2 separate regions of the Gossypium arboreum genome follow, and region 2 is linked to region 1. The links are chromatin contacts, called in public Hi-C maps. All regions are on one chromosome and are shown on one strand. The core of a region is the stretch at or near the end of the contact, and the rest is flanking DNA. Distances in the headings are between cores, read along the strand shown. Region 1 holds the start of LOC108463107 (auxin-responsive protein SAUR71-like). Region 2 holds the start of LOC108463332 (22.0 kDa class IV heat shock protein-like).

Evidence for each region. A called contact is a pair of places that touch in the nucleus more often than the background predicts.
Region 2: a Hi-C map of leaf shows a contact between it and region 1, with 1.8 times the contacts expected there. The contact joins the promoter of LOC108463332 here to the promoter of LOC108463107 in region 1. A contact is called at or near these places in 2 of 5 Hi-C or Micro-C datasets (both in leaf).

The regions. Positions count from the first base shown.
Region 1 is chr13:104,094,692-104,100,338 of ASM2569848v2, reverse strand. LOC108463107 (auxin-responsive protein SAUR71-like) reads right to left here and starts at 1,354. Exons shown (of 1, transcript XM_017763055.2): 1 at 413-1,354. The coding sequence starts at 1,178. The coding sequence ends at 747.
Region 2 is chr13:104,308,989-104,314,628 of ASM2569848v2, reverse strand. LOC108463332 (22.0 kDa class IV heat shock protein-like) reads left to right here and starts at 1,852. Exons shown (of 1, transcript XM_017763283.2): 1 at 1,852-2,654. The coding sequence starts at 2,002. The coding sequence ends at 2,502.

The DNA of each region.
Region 1 (5,647 bases), core at 105-2,604:
TTATCTTCTAATTATATAATCTATTAATGAAAATCAGTCATTTTATCCAACAACAATTCTTTACCCCTACCTCCATTCCGTTGTGATCCCAAGCCACCGTCACAGAATACATTGGAGTAGACAATAATCACCTAATGTTTCGCCAAATTTGAGATCTGCCCCCTATTGTTTTGTTCTTGTTTGTGATTTTCAACCTATATTATTATCCCAATTATACTGTCTATAAAGAGTATAATTCTTTGAAAAAAATAAAAGAAAAGAAAGACTATAATTTATATTTTGTGAAGTGCAGGAAAACCTCACAATGAATGGAACCAAGAACCTCTTTTGGGGTTATTCGTGATTTTCCAAGCATCAAAGGAAATTAAAAATATTGTTTTTGTAATTCAAATTTGCTAATTTTCCCTTTCACTTTTCCTTCAAAACAAACAGAAAAATTTTTGCATTATATAACCGCTAAGCACATGAATGATAGCTGTCAGAGTCTCAAACTTTACCTTGTCTCACATTCGGCTTTCCTTTCAGAATGAATTTCTAAACAAAGAAAAATAAATTAAATCAAATATATAGGGGAAAAAGGCAATTTCTCCATTTCTGTGCAGTCCTCTTTACAGGGAAGGACTACAAAAAAAAAAAGAAAAAAAAAGAAAACCCTAAAAATTTCTTCAGTTTTCTTCCTTTTAACCTTTCTATATATATTTACACAAGCGGAAACGACGGCGTTTTAAATGTCCTTTCTATTCCTCCTAGAAATCGAGAAAACAACAGTCGTCGGAGAAAGAACGAAGCAGATCTTGGAGGTCACGTGACTCAACCCCAAGTCTCAAGGCTTCCATTACCCGTTCGAAAACTAGCACGTGACAGGGAATACGAAGCACCCCTTTTTGCTCATACCCATACTCCTGAGCCGACTTATTAAGCAACCCAACGAAAACCGGGTGGTTCAGCAACTCGGCGTTCACAACGAATCGTTCCATTTCCTCCCCCACATACACCGGCACATGGCCTTGGGGAACCGACCGCCGTCCCGGCTTTTTCACCGAGGAGACAGCGATGAGGAATGATTCGGCTGAACGCGTGGGGGTGGCGCGTTCTCTGTTGGAGGTGTCGGAACGGAGGAGCCTGTATTGGGAGGAAGAATCGGCAACGCGGGAGAAACGGCGGATGAGTTGTTTCATTTGGCGTTTTATGAAAAAGAAAAGAAAAGAAAAGAAGTGGAATCTTCGAGTGTGAAGGTGAAGCAATTAGTTAGTACCAATCGTGGTTGTGGAGTCCTCGTCGCTGTTTAGTTTTGGTTGAAGAAGAGAAGAGACGAGAGGGAGAGAGTAGGGAGGAAGGAGAGTGAGGGGCGCAATATATAAAGAGGAGGAAAGAGAGAATTAAACAAAGGATAGTGATGACATGCTGATGAGAGAGAAAGAAGGGTACAACTAGGAGTACTTGCCAGGTACTATTACTCTCATTATTTTATTTTATTTTCTTTCATTTTTTATTTGAATTTACTTTTTATCTTATATTAAATTTATACATTTTTAGTTTGATTATAGAAACTACGATGGTGATCTACTATGAATGTTTGCCTTTTGAAAAATGTTTTCATCTTTTATAATAATAAAAGTTTTAACCAATAATATTAAATTAATCCTAAAACATAAGAAAGAAAATTATTAACGACTAATTTATGTAAAAGAAATTTGATATGCATGCCAAAATTTCACTTATAATTTAAAATTTTGATACATTCTCAACTTAAAATCTCATCGTATAATTATTTTTTTAAAAATTATTACTTTGCATATATAACACCCATACTTCAGCACCTAGTGCAATAGCGAGCACCAGTTTAACTTGGGGAGGCAGTGATTTAGTGGCAGTAAGTGGCAAAGTTACTTTGTTACCTATTCCATTAGGAACCGCAGATTTTTTGGTCCATCACATTCATGCATTTACGATTCATATGACGGTATTGACACTCCTGAAAGGTGTTTTATTTGCTCTCAGCTTGCATTTGGTACTGGATAAAGTAAATCTCGATTTTCGTTTCCCTTGTGATGGGCTTGGAAGAGGGGGGACATGTCAAGTATCCGTTTGGGATCATGTCTTCTTAGGACTATTCTGGATGTACAATTCAATTTCAGTAGTAATATTCTATTTCAGTTGGAAAATGCAGTCAGATGTTTGGGGTACTATAAGTGATCAAGGGGTGGTAACTCATATCACAGGAGGAAATTTTGGGCAGAGTTCTATTTCTATTAATGGATGGCTACAATATTTCTTATGGGCACAAGCATCCCAAGTAATTTAGTCTTATGGTTCTTCATTATCTGCATATGGCCTTCTTTACTTAGGTGCTCATTTTGTATGGGTTTTTAGTTTAATGTTTCTATTCAGCGGATGTGGTTATTGGCAAGAACATATTGAATCCTTCGTTTGGCCTCATAATAAATTAAAAGTTGCTCCTGCTACTCAGTCTAGAGCCTTGAGCATTGTACAAGGACGTGCTGTAAGGGTAACCCATTACCTTCTGGGTGGAATTGCCACAACATGGGCATTCTTCTTAACAAGAATTATTACAGTAGGATAATATCTAGGAGGATTTGAAAGGCATTATGGCATTAAGATTTCCAAGGTTTAGCCAATGATTAGCTCAGGACCCCATTAATCGTCGTATTTGGTTTGGTATTAATATCGCGCATGACTTCGAGAGTCATGATGATATTATTGAGGAATGTATTTATTAGAATATTTTTGTTTCTCACTTCGGGCAATTAGCAATAATTTTTCTGTGGACTTCCGAAAATCTATTTCATGTACCTTGGCAGGGAAATTTTGAGGCATGGATATAGGATCCTTTACATGTAAAGTCGATTGCTCATGCAATTTGGGATTCTTATTTTGGTCAACCAGCGGCGGAAACTTTTACTAGAGGGGGCACTCCTGGTCCAATGAATATCGCTTACTCTTGTGTTTATCAATGATGGTATACAATCGGGTTACGTACTAATGAAGATCTTTATACTGGAGCCTTTTTTTCTATTATTTCTTTCTGCTCTATCCTTAATAGCAGGTTGGTTACACCTACAACCAAAATGGAAACTGAGCGGTTTGTGGTTTAAAAATACCGAATCTCGTCTCAATCATCATTTGTCAGGACTATTCGAAGTAAGTTCCTTGGCTTGGACATGACACTTAGTCTATGTCGCTATTCCTAGATCTTGGGGGGGATATGTTTGATGGAATAATTTCTTAGATGTATCACTGCATCCCCAAGGGTTAGGCCTATTTTTTTTAGGTCAATGGAATCTTTATGTTCAAAACCCCGATTCAGGTAGTCATTTATTTAGTACCTCCCAAGGATCAAGAACTACCATTCTAACTGTTTAGGCCAATTTTGGACCCAATACAACAAAACATTAACCCAACCTCAACGCATTTACTACTCTAACCCATCAACCTTAACCCATCAAACCCAAATACAATATCAGCCCAACCTTAACCCAATTATCTAACCCATACCCACTAACCTAAACTTAACCCAAACCCCTAGCAAAACACCTAACCCTAATCAGCAACCAACCCTGGGTGCACCGCACCTAGAGTCTTCACCCTTAACCACCCCTTGACCTTCGGCCACTTACCCTCTGCCAAAAGCCTGCTCCGCCGCTCCACCGATCATGTCTCTACCATCCCTCTGCATCTGCAAGGAGTTTAAGATGAAAAGACAGGAAAAACAATAGAAAACATTGTAAAAACAGGCTATAAAGCCAAATGAAAATTGGTAAAAACGAGATTTTTGAAAAAAACAACATGAACAGAAAATAAAAAGAGTTTCAAATACAACAATAGCTTTCAATACAAACATACATAAATCGTGATTCAAACAGCAAAGAGATCCGAATACCATAACCAATATTGAAGGCAAAAAGGTGATTTTTTACCGAATCCGTTTCTTTTCTTTTCTTTTCGTTTTTTTTCCTTTTTTACTCAAATACATCTATATACACACACACATATATATATATATATATAAAACATTATTTAACTAAAAAAAAAAAAAATTACCTTTTCTACCACTGTGCACGGTGGCAGTGCTTGCCAGCCATGAGCCCGTGTGATCGCCCATGGCCGGGTTCCTCTCCCCCTCTCCCTCTTCTCTCCTTCCCTCTTCTTTTTTTTTTCTTTCCCCCCAGTACAAATGAAATTTTAAAAAATTTTTGATTTTTATAGGGGACCAAAACGCACCGTTTTGGTCCCCTCCGTTTAATAATAAAACGACACCGTTTTGGGCCCCGGGTCAGGTCGACCCACCCGCTCCGGCAGGATCCGCGTGTTTTTTAAAACGGGAGGGCTAATTGCGCTTTTAGCCTTTCCGCTTTTCTGGGGTTTTACAATCAAGTTTTTTCATTTTCAATTTGGCACCATAATTTGTTTCACTTTGCAATTTGACCCCTCCGTGCTGCGCAGCGTTTTGATAGTAGGGGATATTTTCTATTTTGGTCCCTTCGGCTTGTTTGCGCGTGCAGTTTAGTCCTTTGCCATTTATTTCTTTTAAAATTCGCCCTAAACTTTGATCTTTAATTCGATTTAGTCCCTCTTTGTCAATTTACTGTTTTATTTTCGATTTATTTGTTTTCATTTTTTGTTATTTATTAATTTTAATATTTATATTTATTATATTAAATGTACTCACTATATGTCTTAATGTATAATTTTATATATATGTATGCATGTAATATACTTATATAGTGTATTATATATAATTTTATATATTATATATATGTGTTTTAAATATCATGTTATATATATATTATGCATATGTATATTTTCAATATTATTAGTTATATTTACTTGTAATCTTCCATGTATACATTTTTGTATTGTCTTATGTACGTACTCTGAAATACTATCATATGTATATACATTTTTTACCGTGTCAGTATATATTATTATGATTTTTATTCCTACTATATTTATCATCAATATTAGTATATATTTTACTATACATGTATATATTTATGTGTATATAGTATCATTTTCAGATATTTTATTATATTATTTTTAAATAATTATATTATGTATATATTTGTAAATATCGTAATTCTCATACATTTTGTGTTATTTCATACATATGTCTTGTATTATTTGTTATATATATTTCTTTTACTAAATCATGTATATGTTGTTAAATACCATAATATTTATATGTATATATATGTACATTCTTTTTTTGTATTGTATTATTTCATGTACATATTTTTATTATTATCTTATTTACTATTGTTGTTAATCTTAATATATGTTATATATATATATATATGTATATATCTCTAGTATATATAAATATATATTTATGTAATATTTCAATAGGTTTTATTCCCAATATGTATGTATCATATAAATATTTGAGTGTTATATTATATATATATATATATATATATATTTTCAATGTGTATATTTTTTATTGTATTTTTATACGTCATATATGTTTTTCAATATTTTTATTGTATTTTTATACGTCATATATGTTTTTCAAGCTATATTACATTTTACATATTATCATATAAATATGTACATATATTATTTTTTAACTACCTTACGCACATTATTTTTAACTTTACATTATGTATGTATTTCTCATGTTATTAGT
Region 2 (5,640 bases), core at 603-3,102, 210 kb before region 1:
CTTGAAATTCGTAATTCCCATCATAATCCTGTTCAAAAATTCTGCTCTCGCAGTCTTCACTAAAACGGTCATAACTTGAGATCTCGAAATCAAAATCGAATGATTAGAAATGTGTTTTGAAGCTAAGAGATAGACCTTCAAATGCCATGAAGACATCTTAACCTAGAAATATCATGATTCCATCCAAAAAGTTATCGCAAGTCTACTGATTTTTCAAACTTAAAAATTGACAACTTTTATGATTAAAATTTAATAAATTTCACCCATTCGTGCAAGTGTATATACGATGTAGCTTTTAAGGCTTAGTGCCAATTTGATAATGAGTTGCTACTGGAGAAATGTGACATTTGAGTCAGATAATAATGTTGTAATTAATACCCTCACAGACCCTTACAAATCCCCCCGGGTGATTAAAGTTGCTGCGGATGCCATTTTATCTATTATTTCTTATTGCTCCTTTGTCCATTTTAGTCACTCGTTTGGGAAATGTAATTGTGTGGCAGATTAGGTTGCAAGAAGCATGACTAGAGATAACCTACTTGGCATGTTATAATCCCTGCAGGCATTGGAAATTTTGCTGTTATTTTCTTTTGAAAATAATTTTTTAATTAAAAATGTTATTGTAAAGATAGGATTTAAAAGTAGTAAACGAAACACGAAAAAGTGAGTGTCAGGTGAACATGTGAAAAAAATATGGGAGACAAAAAGTAAATCTTTAGATATCTAATTGTCAATTACAAAGTGAGAAGCAATGGCGACTGAGGGTAGTAACTATTCATAATGTCTATTAGAGTATAGACTCTGTTAGTCTGTTACTAATTTGTTATACTCGTATGACTGACTGTTATGACTAACTGTTGCTAACCACTTACTAACAATATTCCAGCCTGTATGACAAATTAGTAACAGACTAACAGAATTTATAATCTAATAATGTCTGTCAATGCTTCATGCTGCCATCTCAAGCAAACACAACATAACATTTTACTACTAAGCCAAGAACGTGTTAATCTTTCTATGGAACTGTATTGTTCTATTTTTTACAAAACCATATTTATTTGGTTCAACTTAAGTTGGAGCTATCAAGCAAAAAGATGTAAAATAATTCATTCTTTACATTAAATTGAACTTTAAAATGATACTCATTCTTAAATTTTAAGTTGAACTTTACAGTTTACACAAATATGAAACCGCTGAATATTTTCTTGGGAAAACCATTATTGATGTGGTGCAACCAGGCTTTGGCTAAAGCATTGCAAAGGACACCATGGTCCATGACTGATTGATGTGTTCCTTGCAGTTTTTCCAACATGTCAAAACTCTTAACAACAAAACACTGTTTGTTAAAATGTTCTAATATCCATATATGATCATTTATAGAAATAAGAAACACGTCAAGCAAAAGCCAGTATTGCAGGTTCTAGTAAGTAGTTCTTAGGCTTGTCCTCACCTTGCCTTCAAATGAATAGCAGGCAATTAGTCCCGGAAAGCATAAGGCCTTCGATGTTGATCCAAACTAGTTTTAATGCTAAGCCCACGGAAAGCTTGCCTTATGATAATCCAAACTTGGGACCTATCTTCCCTCCAGTCCAAAAGGAAGGGCTATATCTTTTTGCTAAAACCATATAATATAATAATACAAACAAAAGAAATATTAAATCCGACTAGACTAGGGCTGTGGAGGAAACTTGGAATAGATCCAATAGACAAAGGTAATTAGACATGAAAGACTCTAGAACCTAGCCTATCGGCTGCTCTTTTTTCGATTCGCACTGTGCTGCTGAGTTTAGTTATCGCTAGAATCTTCCCAGTTTCTTACAAATTAATTACATTATCAGAAATTTCAAGAATTTCACTACTTTTATCCACATATAAATATCCCCTCAAATCTTCTTACAATGGCAATAGAATTTAACATTGAAGTAGCGTTCCCTTTAAGTCACTAGTTCCAGACTTCCAATTCAAGAAATCTAGTTCACTCTTACTCAGCATATATACACAATGAGGCTCTTGCTGTTGCTCTTGGCGTGTTATGTTGGCCTATGCAATGGATCGAGTTTGCTGCCATTCATGGATCCAGGGAGTGGCAGTCTGTTATTGCCTGATCCGTCCCGAGTGTTAGAGCAAATCCCACTTACCCTGGAGAGGGACGAGAGCTTGGCACTGTCTCCAGCCAGGGTGGACTGGAAGGAAACAGCGGAGGGGCATAGGATAATGTTGGATGTGCCGGGGTTGAAGAAGGAAGAGCTGAAGATTGAAGTGGAAGAGAACCGTGTGCTGAGGGTGAGCGGGGAAAGGAAGAGAGAGGAAGAGAAGAAGGGCGATCATTGGCACAGGGTAGAACGCTCCTATGGCAAGTTTTGGAGACAATTTAGGCTGCCTGAGAACGTAGACTTGGACACTGTAAAGGCTAAGCTTGAAAATGGGGTGCTTACTTTGTCATTGGCCAAGTTGTCTCCCGATAAGATTAAGGGTCCGAGGGTTGTCCACATTGCTTGGTGAGGCTAACTAAGCACCCAAGCTTCAGGGTAACGATGCCAAGCAGGGGCTTTAGACCCATCCTTGAATTGTTTTTCATGGCTTTCAAAACTTTTTCCAGCCTGTTTATGTAGATGAATATATATGAGAAAATAATTACTAAAATTGAATAAAAATATTATCAAAATTATAATGTAACGTAATGCAATGTAAGATATTGGTGTACCTAAAATTTGATTTTCACGATGCTATTATGTTTTCCTAACGAATCATCTTTGTCTGCTCCTCTCTCTCAAGGTTTGTTTTGTTAAATGTGTTTAAAGATATTTCAACCTCGATATGCTACACGAAGGCAGAATCATTTTCATTTATATAATTTATAATATTAACTTTCAGAAATTTAAAAATTAATTTATTTATTTGAGGATGTGCTTGGATAGGAGATTTAAAAATAAATTTTATTTATACTTAAGTTTTAAAAATTTTAAAAAGAATTTATTTATTTAGATAAATATAAGAGAGAATTTTAAAATTTGTGAGGAATTGAAGAGATTTGAGTAGTTTAATTTTTTTAAATTTTATTCAAAGTGTTTTTTTAATTTCTCATGATTTTAATTTATTTAAAGCACACAATTTCATTATAAAATAAAGAATTTAAATTTCAAAAATTAATTTTATTTATTACAATATATTTTTATTTTATTAAAGATATTTATAATTTTTACAAATTTAATAAATCCATATTATGCTATTTATTTTAATATTATTTTTATATTGATAAAGTTTCAATAATTTAATTTTTATAAAATAATTATTTATCCAAACAAAACAATTACAATTCAAAAATTTTAAAATGTTAGCTTTTTAAAATATCTAAAATTTTAAAATTTTACGATTGAAATTTGAAGAGGAAAAATTGAATTCATATAAATTTTGAATTTTTTTCTTATGTATATTTAAACAAATAAATTCACTCTTGAAAATTAAAAATTTAGAAAAATTTAAACCCTCTTTAAATCACTCCATATTATATATATATATATATATATATGAAGAGGATACATTTATATTGGTGTAACTTTATAGTGATTTTTACACTCTTGTATAACTTTTATACTATTAATATTTTAACAATTCAACTATTCTATTTCATGTTCCATTCATGTAAATTATGCATGTCAAATTCAGAGTGAATTTAAAATTTTTAACTATGGTTTATATAAAAACTTTCAACCATTCAATAAATATTAATATATAATATTTTGGATTAGTATAATAAAGATATCGGATCAATTCAAAATTTTAAATGCATGGCGAGTAAAATTATATAGATTAATTCAATGGTTGGATTGTCACTTGTTCGAAAATTGCCCATCAAACCTAAAATCCGTGTATTAGGTGGGTAACCAAAACCAGAACCAAGGTAGGTAAGGACCACAATCCAATTTTTATAACCCATCTTGACGAAACCACCCGAATTTTTCCTGGAGTAACCAAAGGGCTGGTCCCAATAACACTTATCTGCAACTCAGACTGACCCAACCAGCTGGATTTACTCAACAAGTTCAAAAACCACCACAAGTACAACCTTTCAATAGTTTGGAAAACCTATTGAAGGCATATATGGCAAAGAATGATGCCATTTTAAGGAATTTGGAGAATCAAGTGGGTCAACTTGCATCTGAACTTAGGAACCGACCACAAGGTGCTTTGCTTAGTGATACGAAAAATCCAAGAAATATGGGAAAGGAGAATTGTAAAGCATTGACTCTAAGGAGTGGAAAAACGATACAACCCAACACTGTCGAAGTTGTAGAGGAGCCAACGGATGTTCGTTATAAAGTGGAAGTTCAACTGAGTGTTGAAAATCCAACTCCACCAGAACCAAAATTTGCAAAAACTAATAAGGTAATTTCTAACCCAGTTAATTTTGATAAACTAACATCTTTGTTAGACGCAGAAATGTCACAGCAGACAAATTGTCCAGCACAAGTAAATAATCTTCCACCGCCCTACCCTCAAAGACTTCAGAAGTAGAAACAAAAAGTCCAGTTTACGAAGTTCTTAGACGTACTCAAGCAACTTCACATCAACATTCTGTTGGTGGAAGCTCTTGAGCAAATGCCAAACTATGTCAAATTTATAAAGGATATCTTGTCCAATAAACAGAGACTTAGAGAATTTGAGCCAATAGCTTTGACAAAGAAGTGTAGTGCATTACTGTAAGATAAGCTACCCCTAAAATTAAAGGATCTAGGATGTTTTACCATACCCTGCAATATCGGGAAAACTTATTGTGGTAAGGCATTGTGTGACTTATGGGCAAGTATCAAGCTGATGCCCATGTCCGTGTTCTAGAAACTAGGGATAGGGGAACTTAAACCAACTATGGTTACGCTTCAGTTAGTAGATTGATCCTCAGCACATCTGGAAGGTAAAATCAAGGATGTATTAGTACGTAAAGTTATCTTTCTTACTAACCTTGTTGTTTTAGACTTTAAAGTAGATTAAGAAGTGTCAATCATCTTAGGAAGGTCTTTCCTAGCAACTGAAAAGACCTTTATTGATGTGCAGAAGAATGAGCTTACCATGCGTGTTCAAGACGACCAAGTAATATTTAACATATTTAAATCTATACGATTTCCTAACATAATTGATGAATGTTCTATAGTGGTTGAGTTAGAGGAATTAGCCGCAGAATGGGAACTCAATTTTACTAAGGACACATTAGAACGAGTTTTAATGTTAGATCCCCAAGAGATGAGGTAAGGAGAAATATTAAGCTTTGCTTGAAGTTAGGGAGAAACATTAAGCTTTGCTTGAAGCTAACTCAAGGGGATTTGTTCCTCAATCCCACTTTGAATCATTGGAATTAGCAAACTAAAAAATTTCCAACCAAAAGCGTGAATCTAGGAATCACCTAAATTATAACTTAAGATACTTCCTTCACATTTAAAATTTGTTTATTTAGGTGACGCCTCTACTTTGGCTGTGATTATTTTAGCTAAGCTAACTAAAGGTCAGGAAGAAAAACTCATTGTGATGCTGAAACAATTTAAGAAACCTATCGGATGGACCATAGCCAATATCCGTGGTATTAGTCCATTCATGTGCATGTACGAAATCATCCTAAAAGGTGGTGAAAAAGGAATGGTTGATGGA